Linked DNA regions of Mus musculus: region 1 is linked to region 2. The links are chromatin contacts, called in public promoter capture Hi-C maps. All regions are on one chromosome and are shown on one strand. Each heading gives the region's core, a stretch centred on a gene start, on an enhancer-like site or on the middle of the called end of the contact. The rest is flanking DNA. Distances are from core to core; before and after follow the strand shown. Region 1 holds the start of Igdcc4 (immunoglobulin superfamily, DCC subclass, member 4). Region 2 holds the start of 1700055C04Rik (RIKEN cDNA 1700055C04 gene).

Region 1 (7,467 bases), core at 2,882-5,381, 1.1 Mb after region 2:
CCCAATGCTGAGATGGGAATAGAGAAAAGTTAGCTGACCCTTTTGGTGGCTTGTGGAATTTAGCTCTTTAGACAGTGCCATTTGTTGACACTTTCATTCCTCAAATTAACTCTTCAACTGCTTTGGAAAGACACAAGTCCACCTGTGCAGCCCAGCCTCTGCTTGCTTTGCCCCTGCACCTGGGCTAGAAGTTCACACTTCCTGGGTTCTTCCTACTAAAACTTTCTAGTAAACCCTTCCTGGTTCACTAAGTCTGGCGTGGGTGTCCCGACTCCCTGTTTCCAATCAAAACTGGTACACCACAGAGCATTACAACCGTGCTCACCAACTCAAGCACCATGCAGCGGGCAGGAACCTTCAGCTCTGTGCCCCCACAGAGCTGTGGTACCTGTGCAGACAACAGCGGATCTGTCTTCTCCCCCACCCCACCCCCTTTTTATTTATTTATTTATTTTTATTTTATTTTATTTTATTTATTTATTTATTTTGGTTTTTCGAGACAGAGTTTCTCTGTAGCCCTGGCTGTCCTGGAACTCACTCTGTAGACCAGGCTGGCCTCGAACTCAGAAATCCGCCTGCCTCTGCCTCCCAAGTGCTGGGATTAAAGGCGCGTGCCACCACTGCCCGGGGCACCCCCCTTTTTAAACACAACATATTTTACTTTATTTTTATTAATCATTTTATTCATTTACATTTCAAATGATATTCTTCTTCCCGGTTACCCCTCTACAAGCCTCCATCTCATCCCTCCTCCCCTTTGCCTCTATGAGGATGCTCCTCCACTCACTCACTCACCCACTCCTGCCTCACTTACCACTTTAGCATCCCCCTAGGCTGGGGCATCAAGCTTCCACAGCACCAAGGGCTTCTCCTCCCATTGATGCCAGACAAGGCCATCCTCCACTACATACCTCTACCCCTTTTAAAATTTATTTTATGGTGTGTGTGTGTGTGTGTGTGTGTGTGTTTTGCTTTGTTTTGTTTTCAAGACAGAGTTTGCTCTGTAGACCAGAGATCTGCCTGCCTCTGCCTCCTGAGTGCTGGGAACAAAGGTATGTATAACCACTGCCTGGCTAAATAAATTTAATTTTTAAAAAGATTCATTTAGTTTATGTATATGTGTACACCATAACTGTCTTCAGACACACCCACCAGAAGAGTATATCAGATCCCATTACAGATGGTTGTGAACCACCACCATGTGAATTCCCACCATGTGGTTGCTGGGAATTGAACTCAGGACCTCTGGAAGAACAGTCAGTAGTCCTAATTGCTGAGTCATCTCTCCAGCCCCCAATAAATGTAATTTAAAAAGAAAGAAAGAAAGAAAGAAAACAAAATAAAACAAAAGCAGGGAAGAAGAGCAAGCTGCAAGACATATTCGACTTTATTTTTGAGACAGGATGTCACACAGGCCAGCCTGGGCTTGAACTCCTTATATACAGCTGAGGATCCTCTCACCTCTGCTGTGAAAGTGCGGGATTACAGGCGTGTATGGCCAAGCAGTGCTGGGAACTGAACCCAGGGTTTCTCCAGCATGTGAGCAGCATCCCTAGCTCCTGGAAGACGTCCTGACACTGCAGTAGGGAGGAGTGGACCTCACCTCGTGATGGCAAAGCTCATCCCCATCCCGCCTGCTCCCTCCTCCCCTCCTCTTTACTCCTTCTACCTCTCCTCCTCCCCCTCCTCTCGTTCTTTCTTCCCCTTCTCAGTGATGAGCATTGAACTCAGGGCCTCGTGCGTGTTAGGCAAGGACTCTATTTCTAACATCCCCAGTTCTGGGCAAAGGTCTTGAGGCTGGAAGGGAAGGGGTTGGTGTTGCTGGGGAGGGGTAAACAAGTTGAGCAGTGTAGTAAGAGGCAGGACTTTGGTTCTGTTCTCTGAGATGGAAGCCTGACAGAGCTGTGACGGGAACTGGCTGCTGTTTGGACCAAGACACACAAAGAGGAAAGGCCAGAAACAGCAAGGTGGCAGGGAGGTGCCATAACAATTCAGGTGAGAGGTGAGGACGGAAAAGCAGGTGGAGAGGGGTCAAGGGTGAGTGTACGATTTGATTTCAATTTTGACGTGAGCCTCAAGGCCCTGGAGGCAGCTCAGCAGGTAAAGCCCAGGGGACATTCCAAAGTTGTCCTCTGACCTCCAGGTTTGACCCCACACAAATCACACACATATACATTAATAATTAATAATTCAAAAATATTGGATCTGAGCTACAGGAAGAATGTTGTGGTTCTAGGAAGCAAGACAGCAGTCTGGAGGTGGCAGGAGGGATGGGAAGATCAGGATGTAAACTGCTGAGCAGGAACTGGAAATGCAAGCTTGGGGAGAAGGTTCAGGCTGGAGGTATCTGCTCAGCATCACTCCTATAAAGATGAGAGCCCTGTGGACCAGGGCTGAGGACCGGGAGATCACTTGGTTTCAAGGAAGGAGTAATCGAATGAATTGCTAATGATAGCCCTGGGATAAAACGAGGCTGAGGCAGGACCTTGCCAGGGTCCCTTAGATCTGCTAAGTACAGACATAGTGGGACTGCGGCTCAGCTGGCTGAGTATGTGATTAACCTGTGAGGAGCCCTGGTTTCAGAGCCCCGCTATCATTAACAGGGCCTGGGGGTGCATACTGGTCATCCCAGCACTCCAGAGGCAGAGGCCAGAGGATCAAAGGCTCAAGGACATCTTTGACTACATAATGGGTTTGAGGGTACAGGAACTTCTTCCTCCCCAAAAGGGATAGAACTTACTGGCAGCATGTGAGCCGGAATGGAAATGATTCTAAATCATGGGGATGCCAATGGATACAAGAAAAGGAAGAATGTAGCATTTTTCCTTTAAAAAAAAATTTTTTTTTATGTGTATGTGTGTACTTGCATGAGTTTATGTGCACCATGTGCAGGAAAGTGCCTACAAAGCCCAGAAGAGGGCATCAGATTCATTGGAAATGGAATTACAGATGGTTATGGCTGTCATATGGGTGCTGGGAGCAGAACCCAGGTCCTTTGTTAGGGCAGGAAGCACTCTAGCCACTGGGCCACCTCTCTAGCCTCAAAATCCGGATATATATATATAATTTTTATTTATTTTAAATTGTATCTAATTGTGTGTCTGCTTGTAGGTGCAGATGCCACAGAGCCCAGTGGTATCAGACCTCCTGGAGCTAGAGTTACAGACTGATGTGAGTCGCCTGGGTGGGTACCGGAACCAAATCTAGGTCCTCTGCAAATGCAATAAGCACTCTAACCGCTGAGCCATCTCTCCCATCACAAACGCATCATTTTAAATAGACGTTTAGTATGTTTTTCTCTCCCCAACCCAACCTGACATTTGATTCCCCCAGCTTTAGACACACTGAGGCAACTAACCTGGCCAGCTCAGTTGGAAAAGAGGCAGTTCTGAAAAAGAGAGTGGACCGGTGGAGGCTCAACACCATTAGCAGGCCCTGCACCTGCTGCTTTAAGCCTCCTGTCCTTAGGGAGTCCCCACTACAAACCCAAATATTCCCAGTATGCAGGTATGTAAAATGGTGGTAAGCAAGTCTTCGTTGTCCCTCACAGAGGTGGAACACAGTACAGACTGGGTTGGCTACTGAGGAGGAAGGAAGGAAGCCAAGAGAATCCCTCAGCTTGGCATGGAAGAGGTAGCGGGGACAAGGAATTGTAGTGTCCTCAGAGAGTCTGTTGGTGCAGCCTGTGGAGAGGCTAAACAGGATTCAGGTCAGGCTGTGAGTTGGAAAAGGACAGGTCTCAGTGAACTGAGCCTGGAACAGAGGTGGAGGCGACCCTGAAGGTAGAGTCATGGTAGGGTTAGGGAACAGAGATCCAGAGGCTCAGGTAAAAAGATGAACAGAAAGGAGCCTGAGGTGACCCGAGGAGCGGGAGGCTCCCGCGTGCTGAGTGAGCCGCAGGAGCAGGCTGGTGGCGCGCGGGCGCGTGTCCCCTGTGGTGCAGGGTGGCCACACTGGCGGGGCGCCCCCGCGTGGGCCGCTAGCCCAAGATGGCGATGGAGGGGCGGGCGAGCTGGCCGCGGCCCCGGCCCCCGCGCCGGCCCCCGCTCGGGCCCCGGCCCCGGAGGCCGCGCCCCCGCCCGCGGCGCCGCGCCTCCCGGAGCCACTGACGCCCGGCGCGCCCTCCCCCGGCGGCGGCCCAGGCGCCCGGACGCGGCGGCAGCGGCCCGAGCCCGGCCCTATGGCGCGGGCGGACACGGGCCGCGGGCTCCTGGTGCTGACCTTCTGCCTGCTGTCCGCGCGCGGTAAGGGCCCGGGTGGCCGCAGTCGCGAGTGGGCGTCCCCGGCGCCCGCGATGCTTGCGCGCCGGGGGCTGTGGGGACTTGCCCCCAGGGGGTGTGTGTCCTTGCTGTGCACAGCCTGGCACCGTGCGTGTCCCCCTGCGCGTGGCCCTTGTGCATGTGAGGTTTGCATGTGTGTGTCCTGCGGGGGTGGGGGTGTCCTGCGGGGGAACGTGTCCACAGCGCGTGCCTAAGGCGCCGGGTAGCATCGCCAGCGCGCGGGTGGCTGCAAGCGGGACATGATTCTGCCCTGCCCGCAAGCGTCTCGCGGTCGCGAGTGTGCCTGAGAGAGCGGGCGGGGAGGGAGTGTACACTTACACCTCCATTTGTGTCGGGTGCGTGTGTAACTGGATGGGACTGAGCTAATATTTGGCCTTGGCTTTTGGGGAGTGTCCTTGCTCTTGATGGGGGCGGCGGTGAGAAAAACCACACTCAACTTTGCCCAATGGGTGTGGCCCCTGGGGCCAGCTAGGGAGGTTGGGGGAATGTGGAGGTGTTGTGGACCCAAACCCAGGGTTCGGAGTGGGGCTGGGGGAAGGGCAGGAAACCAGTTGCTTTGCCGAACGCGTCCAACACTCGCTCTCTGGATGGGACGCGTGTCACTCCTGCCCCACCCCCAAGGGCGGACCAGGGAAGCGTGGACGAGATCAGCAAGGCCCCCTCCAGTGCCCAGGTCCTAGTGTTGGGTAGGGTCAAGGGTAAGGATCACAACTGTCCACACCAAAGAAAGGACTGGGGGCGGGGGGAGACGAAGTGTCCAAGTGTGTATGCCAAAGCTGTTTTTACCACCCCCGGCCCTCTCACTCTCAGTGGGGTGTGCGTTTGGGGGACAGCCCAAAGGAGGTTAGGTGGTAGGGCCTGGAGGGGGATGGGCTGCCCGCTTTGTTCGATTACTTCTTGCCTTCCCTGCCGAGGGGGGAGTTAAGGATGTGTCCGGGGCGAGTCGGGGAGGGACTTGGCAGTGGGGGTGGGGAGGGGGATTTTTCTCCAGCTGCTGCGGCTTTCCAGAGAGACTGGGCCAGGCCACGTGGGAGGGAGACAGGGAGGGAGGCGGGGGGTGGTGGAAAGGAGCCTCCGCTGGGCCAACCCCAGGCCCATCTCCAGGAAAACAGCGGGTGGGAGAGTGCTGGAAACAGCTCGGACCCTTGCTCTCCCCGCAAGACACGCCCCTTTCCCTCCGAGACCCTGAACCCGGCTGGGAGCCCATAGAAGCTCGGTGCGTGGGGCTGGGCCGCAGAAGCGGGAGGGCCCGGAGTTGTCAGGTGAACGCGGCGCCAGGGAAATGTCAGAGAGGTGTCTTGTCTGTCTTTGCGGAGCCCAAAGGATTAAGGAATAGTTGCACTTCCCCTCCTCCTCTTCCTCCTCCTCCTCCTCCCTCCTGTTCTTCCCAAAGCTCCAGGAACGCGGGATCCTGGCTGGCAACCGCACCCGCGCTTTATTAAATACTTCTGAGGCTTCAGGCCGGGACACCGGGTAGAGTGTTGGGAGACTGGACTCTTCTTCCCAGTGAACTGACTGAGGAGCGGGCATTGGGATTCTCCCTGTCTGCTACCTGACTGGCTACTGCAACTACTATTCTTACCCTGGTTTAACCTCCTTTGAGTGTGTAAACCTCTGCAGTCTGCAGACACCCCTACAGAGTGGAGGTCTTCCCTTCTTTTCACAGTATTTGCTGAGCACTCTTTATAGGTTAACATGTGCCTGATGCCCAGAACGTGGTGAATAAGGCCCTAGACCCAGACTGTCCGTCATAGGGTCAGGACAAGGAGCCAGGACTAGCAAGGTACTGCAGAAGAGAGGCTCCTCCTGGGGAGACCTGGAAAGGTTCTGAAGAAAACGATGGAGAGAGGAAAAGCCAGCCCTGCAGAGGGAGGAGTCTTCCAGATCAAGCAGGGGGTGCCAACGCTGGGAGGCGATTTAATTCACATCATTGCATCAAGCTAAATCTGGCTGGAGTTTAGAATATGGCGGTGGGAGTTGGGCAGGTGGGGGAGGGGTGGGCCTCATATCCAGAGAGGAGGCGAAGGAGGAAGTCCCAGCTCACAAAGTGCAGTGCCAGTCTCACTGAAGTTTCTGGCCTGAGACCCTCCTGCCCCACTGAGGGAAGCGCCCCTGTCCTGGGGAAGAGGTGGCCATCCAAGAGAGAGTGGTGGCAGCCAGTGGAATAGTAGCTTGGGTGGCTGGATTCTAAAGATACTGAGCAAGTGGAATCAGTAGGGTGTGAGCATAGACTGACGACTTTTTGTTTGTTATTTTATTATATGTGTTCGTCTATGCACCATGTATGTGTGCCCAGTGCCTGTGGAAGCCAGCTGATAGTGTCAGATCCACTGGAACTGCAGTTACATGGTTGGGAGCCACCATGTGGGTGCTGGAAACTGGACCCAGGTGGTCATGACGCGTAGCCAGTGCTTTTGACCACTGAGGCATCCCTCCAGGCCCTGTAGTGGGGTTTTTAAGGAGTGAGGAAAGTCAAACGTAACAGTCTTCCCAGCAAAGCCAACATGAGCAGAATGAAGGGCAGTACCAGGGATAGGTACAATGGCAGTGGTTGGCTAGTCCCCCGACATTGCCCTTGGGTCAAAGATTGGGTCTGTGAGCTCATAGGAGTGAGACCTCCATCTGAGGTCAATGGTAGGAAACTGAGCTCTTTCACTATAAGAAAAAGTGGGGCTCCCCCTTTCCCTTAGAATTTGGAGCTCTGAGAACACAGGGAACTCTTCCTCACCCGTGAAGCCCCTCTCTACCATCCCTTTCTCAGCCTTGATACTCAGGGGCCCATCTTAGAGATTTGCCACCAGAGCCAACACTAGAACCTTTTTAAAAAATGCTATATGTTAATATATGTATGTATGTGTATATATATATATATATATAGAGAGAGAGAGAGAGAGAGAGAGAGAGAAAGAGAGAGAGAGAGATTGAGAGCATGTACATTGATTGGTGTTTTGCCTACATGTATATCAGGGTGAAGGTGTCAGATTTCTCTGGAACTGGAGTTATAAGCAGCTGCAAACGGCTATGTGGGTGGGTTTCGAAAATTGAACTCTGGTCCTCTAAAAGAGCCATCTCTTCAACTCTTGACCCTTCTTTTAATAGTGACTCTTTTTGGGGGGGGGGAGGGGTTGAAAACAAGGTTTCTCTGTGTAGTCCTGGCTGTCCTGGAACTCACTCTGTAGACCAGACT
Region 2 (7,156 bases), core at 290-2,789:
CAGGAGGATCTCCTGATTTTGAGATCAGCCTGGTCTACAGAGCAAGTTACAGGACAGTCAGGGCTACACAGAGAAAACTGTGTAGAAAAGAACTGTGTGTGTGTGTGTGTGTGTGTGTGTGTGTGTGTGTGTGTGTGTGTATACTTCCATAGACTCCCTGCTGGATGTTGAGAGTTCTCTGCATCTTCTCCCAAGGTTCTCAGTTCTCTGTGGCACCCCCTCCCGACTCCACTCTCTCTGGCTGGGCTTCCTCCCTTTTCTTTTCTCACTAAAATGATATAACAGCATGGACTAGTGCCAGCCTGGGCTACTTCTTCACCAGGATGCAGCTCTCGGGTCTTCTCCAAAGCTGTAGCCAGCTCCCCACCTGGGCCTTCTGATTGAGCTATCCTCAGCCCTTCCCTGACCCTACTCATCAATGATCCTCCAGGAAAAGCCAGCAAGGGAAGGAGGGGAGAAAGAGAGAGAGAGACAGGAACAGGGACTGGAAGAGAGCTCTGTAGCCCTTTTGGTACCTAAAGTATCAGCCAACAGCAGCCAATGCAGCACACTGTGTGTTAGAAATGTACAGCCCATGCTCAGTGGAAGACAGTAAGTAACTGGGCACAGTATTGCTAGGAGCTGTGGGAAGAAGAGTTATTGAGGCCATGTCGAAAGATGTCTGTCCGTCCAGGCTTGGTCCTGGGCTAGAGCAGGTGGTAAAAAACCAGCTGTGGCAGGAGTGTGCAACCTCTCCCTAGGCCAGGCTCCAAACCTACAAATGTTTGGCCAAAGCAGGTTACACAAAAATCCAATTCTAGACTGAAAAGATGGTGAGGGAGACACCAGCTCTTGCCAGGAAGAGGCTCAGCCATTACCAAGGGCACAGACCCTACTGGAGAAATCTGTCCATTTCTTTATTTCTGCAAAGAGACACACAGTTTTCCCCTGTTCCTGATAACTCTGTCCTGGAGTGTCAGGATATGGAGGCTCCTTTGATCCTTCCCAGCTACCCTGCCTGCCTTGGCCTCTGCCTGTTGCCAGCCTGCTGGTGTTCAAAGCTTAATGCCCCTGCTTCCTTTTCTTTCACTGTGGTGACAAATTAAAAAGACAGTGTCTTTACTGCAATCCCAATCCATTTCCTCCCAGTTCTGAGAGTCTGAAATGCACGGGTATCCTTGGGCTCAAATCTAAGTGTAGCCAGAGCTGCCCACCTATTCTTTAACACTACATTGTATCTACTTATTTGGAGTAAGCCTTCCATGACATAACATGCATGTGTGTGTGTGTGGGGGGGGGGGGGTTGTCAAAGGACAACTTGCCAGAGCCAGTTGTCTCCTTTCCCCTTGTAGGTGTGGGGAACTGAACTGTGTTTGTCAGGCTTGGCTGCAAGTGCCCTCACCTGCCGAACTGTCTCAGCAGCCCAACTCTGGGCTTTTGAGGAAGCTTGAGGGGAGAAAGAATTCACCCACTTGCCCTGTCCAACTTCTAGCGGTGGCCTGCCTTGCCTGGCTCGTGTCTCCTCCACAGTGGCCGGTAGAATATCAGTCACACGCCTTCTGACTGTCCTTCTGACGGGGTTCTGACTGTTGCACCTAGGATGGCTCTTGTGACTTCAAGCCTCCCTATGATCCAGGACAATCTCTCTGTGACAGAGTCAGCTGATTAACAACCCAGATCCACCCTACCTTTATTCTCCCTGACTGTGTTACCTTACATATCCCCAGGTTTCAGGGACTCAGTCTTTGGGCCATCATTCAGCCAAACTCCCATCTCCTCCTCACCCCTAGGTCCTTGTGAATGATGTCCACGGGCACATTTATAGGGCATTTACTGTATGCCTTGCCAGAACCCCTCACCCAACTTCTCTCTAAAGTTCTCTAAACAACCATCCTGTCTGTGCATGCCTTGGGGGGAGCTTCCCATATTGAGATCTCATTTTATAAACTCAGAGGCTAAGTCGCTCCCCAAGGCTTCACAGAGAGCACGTGCTGGATATTGAGCTGGTCCTGGCAGTGTATGCCTGTCATCCCAGTTACTCAAGAGTCTGAGGCAAGAGGATAGCAAGTTCAAAGTCAGCCTGCCTAGAAAGTTTGGTGAGACTAGTTAATATTGATTATCAGCGTGACAGAATCTAGAGCAGCGGTCCTCAGCCTTCCTAATGCTGTATGACCCTTTCATACAGTTGCTCACGCTGTGGTGACCCCGAAGCATAAAGTTATTTTCACTGCTACTTCATAACTGTCATTTTGCGACTGCTATGAATTGTAATGTAATAATCTAATATGTGAACCCCACAGGTTGAGAACCCCTGCTCTAGAATCCTGTAGGAGTCAAACCTCTGGTTACACCTGGGAGGGAGTTTCTCGAGTGGGTTCACTGAGGTGGGAAGCCTCATACTAACCGTGAGCTGAACCATTCCATGTGCAGGAGTCCCTGAACTCAGTAGAAGGAAGTGTAGCTGAGCACATTCCACCTCTCTCTGCTTCCAGACTGTGGGTACCACGTGACCACCTGCCTCAGCGGCCAGGTCTTCTCTGCCATGATGGAGTGCACCCTCAGCACCTCCAGACCGAGCCGAAGCGAACCCTTCCCAAAGTAGCTCTTGTCAGACATTTGGTCTCAGCAACAAGAAAAGCAGCTAATACATGAGATTCAGTCCCCAAATAAGCACAAAGAAAGCTGGATGTAGTTCAGTGGCAGTCGGTCCACGGACGACCCTGGGGTCTTCAGCCAGCAGCGTTCAAAAGGGGGTGGGGGAGGGGCTGGATAGTAAATCTAAATTCAAATCCACCCAACTCAAAAGCCAGGGTCTCAACCGCTCACTCCACCTCCCTTGAAGCCACCACTCCTCTGTTTTCCATCGCTGAGTGATGGGTCTCTCTTAACAGGTGCCTTCCTGAAGTTTCCACTTAGAGCCACCTCTCCACTGGCTCTGCAAAGACAACCCGCCTGCTCCTTACCAGATAGATCCTCACCCAGAGCACACACACCCCCCCCCCCCTAACTGCGCGTTGCTGAGACTTTTTTTACCCTGGAGCTGGAGGTACAACCAGCAACATCTACCCCAGTCACAAACCAAAATTCCATTCTACCAGTGTTGCCTTGGGGAAGTAGTTAGGCTTACTTCCGAGAACATTCGGGAGCCAAGGTGACCTTAAAACAGCCACATTGTAAGGGCAGCACCCAGCAGGGCTGATGGCTTCCCTATGGAGGTAGAGACAGATGGAGTCACTTCCTTGGTTGTTCACTGGCTATAAACACTAGCCCTGCCCAGAGAGCCTAGGGCTACACAGGTAATTAGGATGGAATTGTATACAACTGGTGGGGAGGCATGGCTAGCCACTCAGACAGGGACCTGCCTCTTCCTTCTATGAGGAAACATCAAGAGTCCAGCTGTAGGGATCTTTTGTGAGCAATCCAAGCCAAACTCCTGAAGACCTTGGCAATTTAGCTAGGAGGATAAGGGTATATAACACCGCTGTACAATATCCTAGGAGGAAAAGTAGGCTCAGGAGTTCAGTGTCCACTGCAGGATTACCCTAGCGTTGGCCCAAGCAATAGAACACGGGCCCAGCTCCAAAGCCAGTTCTCCTTGAAGCTGCCCATCTCTGCTGTGACCTTGCTCAGCCCGATGGGGCTGTAACCATTCACCTTTGGCGCTGGCAGGGCAGCTTAATGTAACTGAGGCTCTAAATCCCACCCCCACTTTCTTCCTGAGTATGCGCTATTTCACTCAGAGAATTTACCCTGGCTTTGATCCACATCCTCAACTATGTAATAAGATGGTGACCTGCTTCCAAAGGGTTGTCAAGTTCATAAACCTATGTCTGTGTGTGGTATGTGATGTATGCATGTACGTATGGGTGTGTTTGTGTGGAGGCTGGAGATTGATGTCATGTTACAGTCTAGGGGGTCTTGATCGGGTTCATTTTTATTTCTGCCAGCTAAAAAGTTAAAAGGCAAGAAACATCTTCAGGATAACAAATATTGTCAGGGGAAATCCTAGACAGCAAACAGAATCAGCTGGTGAAGAAAGGCTCTTATTAGGGGTGGGAAACACACAGCAATGCATTGAGCGAAGAGCCCCATGAGGGTGGAAGAGGGCCTTGGGAAGCTGAAGCCCAGACAGCTGGAAGATATAAGTAGTTTGGAGGGATCTTCCTAATTTAGGATTGGTCAGTTTGAACAAAGACAGGAAAGCTGATGGCCTCACAACTTTGGGATTAAACAAGTCCTGAGTTAGTCTTGAACTTGGCTAACTGGTCCATGGTCAAAGGGAGCCTGACTGGTGAAAGGAACGCCATGCCAGGTCTTTGTTTTAAGCTACTAGGCTTTTGTCTCAGGTCAGCAGGGCGAGGAAGAGTCAGTTATGCGGGAAGTAGGAAGTCCAACACTTTATCATAGCACAAGATGCTCTCCCTGTCTGTCTGCCTCCCAGGGAATCTGTCTGACTTCTCAGCTCAGTGTCTCCCACTCTCCCTCTCCACGTTGTTTCTGGAGGCAATGTGTCTCTCGCTGTCTGAAGCTTCCTGCTTCTGTTAGACTTGGTGGCTGCGGAGCTCAGGATCCTCCTGTGTCTGATTCTCCACACTGGGTTTGAACAAGCACACTGGCATGGGCGGCTGGGGATTGAACTTGGTCCTCACGGTGGACAGCAAGCCTTTTACCCACTAATCCTTCTCCCTCGCCTGCCCCTGCACCGCTTTTGTCAGTACTTGCCACTCAGCAAACACCCTTTTAGGGCTGGCCATGAATGTCAACTGATCTGGCCAGTGGAGCGTCCTCTGGCCCCTATGTCATCCCAATCTTGCCAAACATCCTACAAAACCCTGTAGGGCTCCTGACTACCTGAATGGAAAGCTGTTTGGAAGATAGGCACCAATCAGTTGGGAGCACATGTCTTAGAAGCTGTGCAGGCATGTCCAGCCTTTGGATGTTGTGACATGAAATTGTCATCTACAAAATTCGTGGTCAAGAAACACATAATAGAGTTACCAAAAAAAAAATCCAAAAAACCACACTTGTGATGTTTTAAGTAACTTTATGTCTTCGTGTTGGGCACTATTCATAAGTAGCCTCAACAGCATGCAGCCCTTGGGCTATGGGTTGGACACAACCACCGGTGGACACTACGGAGTGATGAGGCCAACAGTGGCTGTGAATTCCCTTTGCAAGGCTTTGCAATGCACTTAACAGGCTGAGAACTGAGAATTCCCCCCAACGTACCTCTCAGAACTGGTCCCAGGGGAACAGAGAGGCCTGCAGCTGTCCCCGTTTCCTTCGCCTCTGTCCACCCCACCCCCACCCATTCTGGGGTGGCCTCTGGCTGCAGGAATGTGATGGTATCTTGGCAAACAGACAGCCTGTTCCCAGAGGAGACAGGGCCGCCTCTGGGAGGCCTGCCTCTGCAGACCGGGCCACAGTAAACACAAGGGTCTGTCCTCTTTATCAGCTTCTCTCAGCAGCAGCGGAGACAGTCTGCCTGCTGGGGAGCCTGGAGGTGATAAGCTCAGAGGCTTCGCCCAGCTCCCCGGCAGTGGGAATCTAGAGTCTGCCCTGGCTTGGGGCCCCTTAAACACTTAGTACAGGGTGGTTAGCTGGCTGCCTATTCACGGAAGAAGCCAAGCAAGGTCAGAGTGGTGTCATAGCCTATAAAGCCCTGTTTGCTCTCAAAGACACAGGGATCTGAACTTCATGGTTTTGCAAGACATCATTATCACCAGCGTCATCTCCACAATCAGGGGATGCTCTTCCCTCCAGAATGTTCCAGTCCACACCCCATTAATTGAATGCAGTAAAGAACTTCCGGCAGGGCCTGGAGGGAGCTCAGAGAAAGCCACTGCAAGTAGGGTCGAGAGGACAACTTCCTTGTCATTAGCCCAGTGTGGCTCACAGTGTCATGTCTTTCTAGGTCAGAGCCCACGTTAAAATGTTTGCATTTTATTTATTTGGGAGGGACATGTGTGTCATGACGTTTGTTTGGGGTCAGAGGACAACTTGTGTCACTCAGTTCTCTCCTTCCACCGTGTGGTTCTGGGGAATCAAACTCAAGTTGTTAGGATCAGCAGTAAGTGTCTTTTTGTTTTTATTTTTGGTTTGGTTTGGTTTGGTTTTTCGAGACAGGGTTTCTCTGTATAGCCCTGGCTATCCTGGAACTCACTTTGTAGACCAGGCTGGCCTCGAACTCAGAAATCCGCCTGCCTCTGCCTCCCAAGTGCTGGGACTAAAGACATGCGCCACCATGCCCGGCTGGCAGTAAAGTGTCTTTACTCACTGAGCCCTGTCACTTGCTCACAGCTAACTTTTATGTGAGAGGTCTTGTCCACTGTGGCCTCAATTTTGCAGCTTGCTAAGGATACTAGAAGAAAACTAGAGAGAAGGAAAGAGAAGGAACATGTACTGGCCAAGATTACAGAGCCGGGCAGAGGAGCCCTGAGATCAGTTCCGAGACCTGGGATTCAAAGTGGAGCATAGCCGTCTTTCTATGCTGGGCACTACCTGCCCCACAGCAAGCAGTGAAGGGCCAAGTACATCTCTAAGTCAAGTCCTGGATCTTCTCTGGAGTCTCAAGGTAGATTATTACTCAGGGAGTGACACTGGGGAGACAGCTCCGTGGGTAAAGTGCTTGCTCTAAAGGCATGAGTTTGATCCCCAGGAGCCACAGAAAGGCCAGACGTGATGGCAAGTGCCTGTAGTCCAAGCACTGGGAAGGCAGAGACAGGAGGAACCCTGGAACTGGCTGGATGATCAGCGTAGCCCAAACAGCAAGTTCCAGGTTCAGTGAGTGATCAGAAGCTAATGTGGAAGGAGAGATGGCTCAGCTGCTCAGAGCGCTTGGCTGACTTCACTTCTCAGGACCCATGTGAAACCACTCATAGCCTCCTGGAACTCCAGCTCCAAGGGAGCGAGAGCCTTCTTTTGGCCTCCACAGGCACCTGCGCACATGTATAAACACACAGATGGAGACACATAAGTAAAAATAAAAATTCTTTTAAAAATAAAATGAAGTGAAGGAAGAGGATATCTAATGTTGGCCTGTGGCATCAATATGCACAGTACACACACACATATACACAGAGAGACCAACAGACATCCATACATACACAAGAGAGAAAGAGAGGGAGAGGAAGAGGGAGGGAGGGAGGATCGATCCTGGGGATTAGCTGATGGGACA

The links. Promoter capture Hi-C pulls out the DNA fragments that hold promoters and counts their contacts.
Region 1: a contact with region 2 is called in a promoter capture Hi-C map of pre-B cells, with 4 times the contacts expected there. The contact joins the promoter of Igdcc4 here to the promoter of 1700055C04Rik in region 2. A contact is called at or near these places in 1 of 39 promoter capture datasets (pre-B cells) and 1 of 115 datasets of contacts at active chromatin or transcription factors (embryonic stem cells).

Annotation. Positions count from the first base shown.
Region 1 is chr9:65,097,355-65,104,821 of GRCm38.p6, forward strand. It overlaps Igdcc4 (immunoglobulin superfamily, DCC subclass, member 4), which reads left to right and starts at 4,132. Exons shown (of 20, transcript NM_020043.3): 1 at 4,132-4,244. The coding sequence starts at 4,181.
Region 2 is chr9:64,039,926-64,047,081 of GRCm38.p6, forward strand. 1700055C04Rik (RIKEN cDNA 1700055C04 gene) reads right to left here and starts at 1,540. Exons shown (of 3, transcript NR_040726.1): 1 at 1,382-1,540. RefSeq lists an enhancer at 4,859-7,024.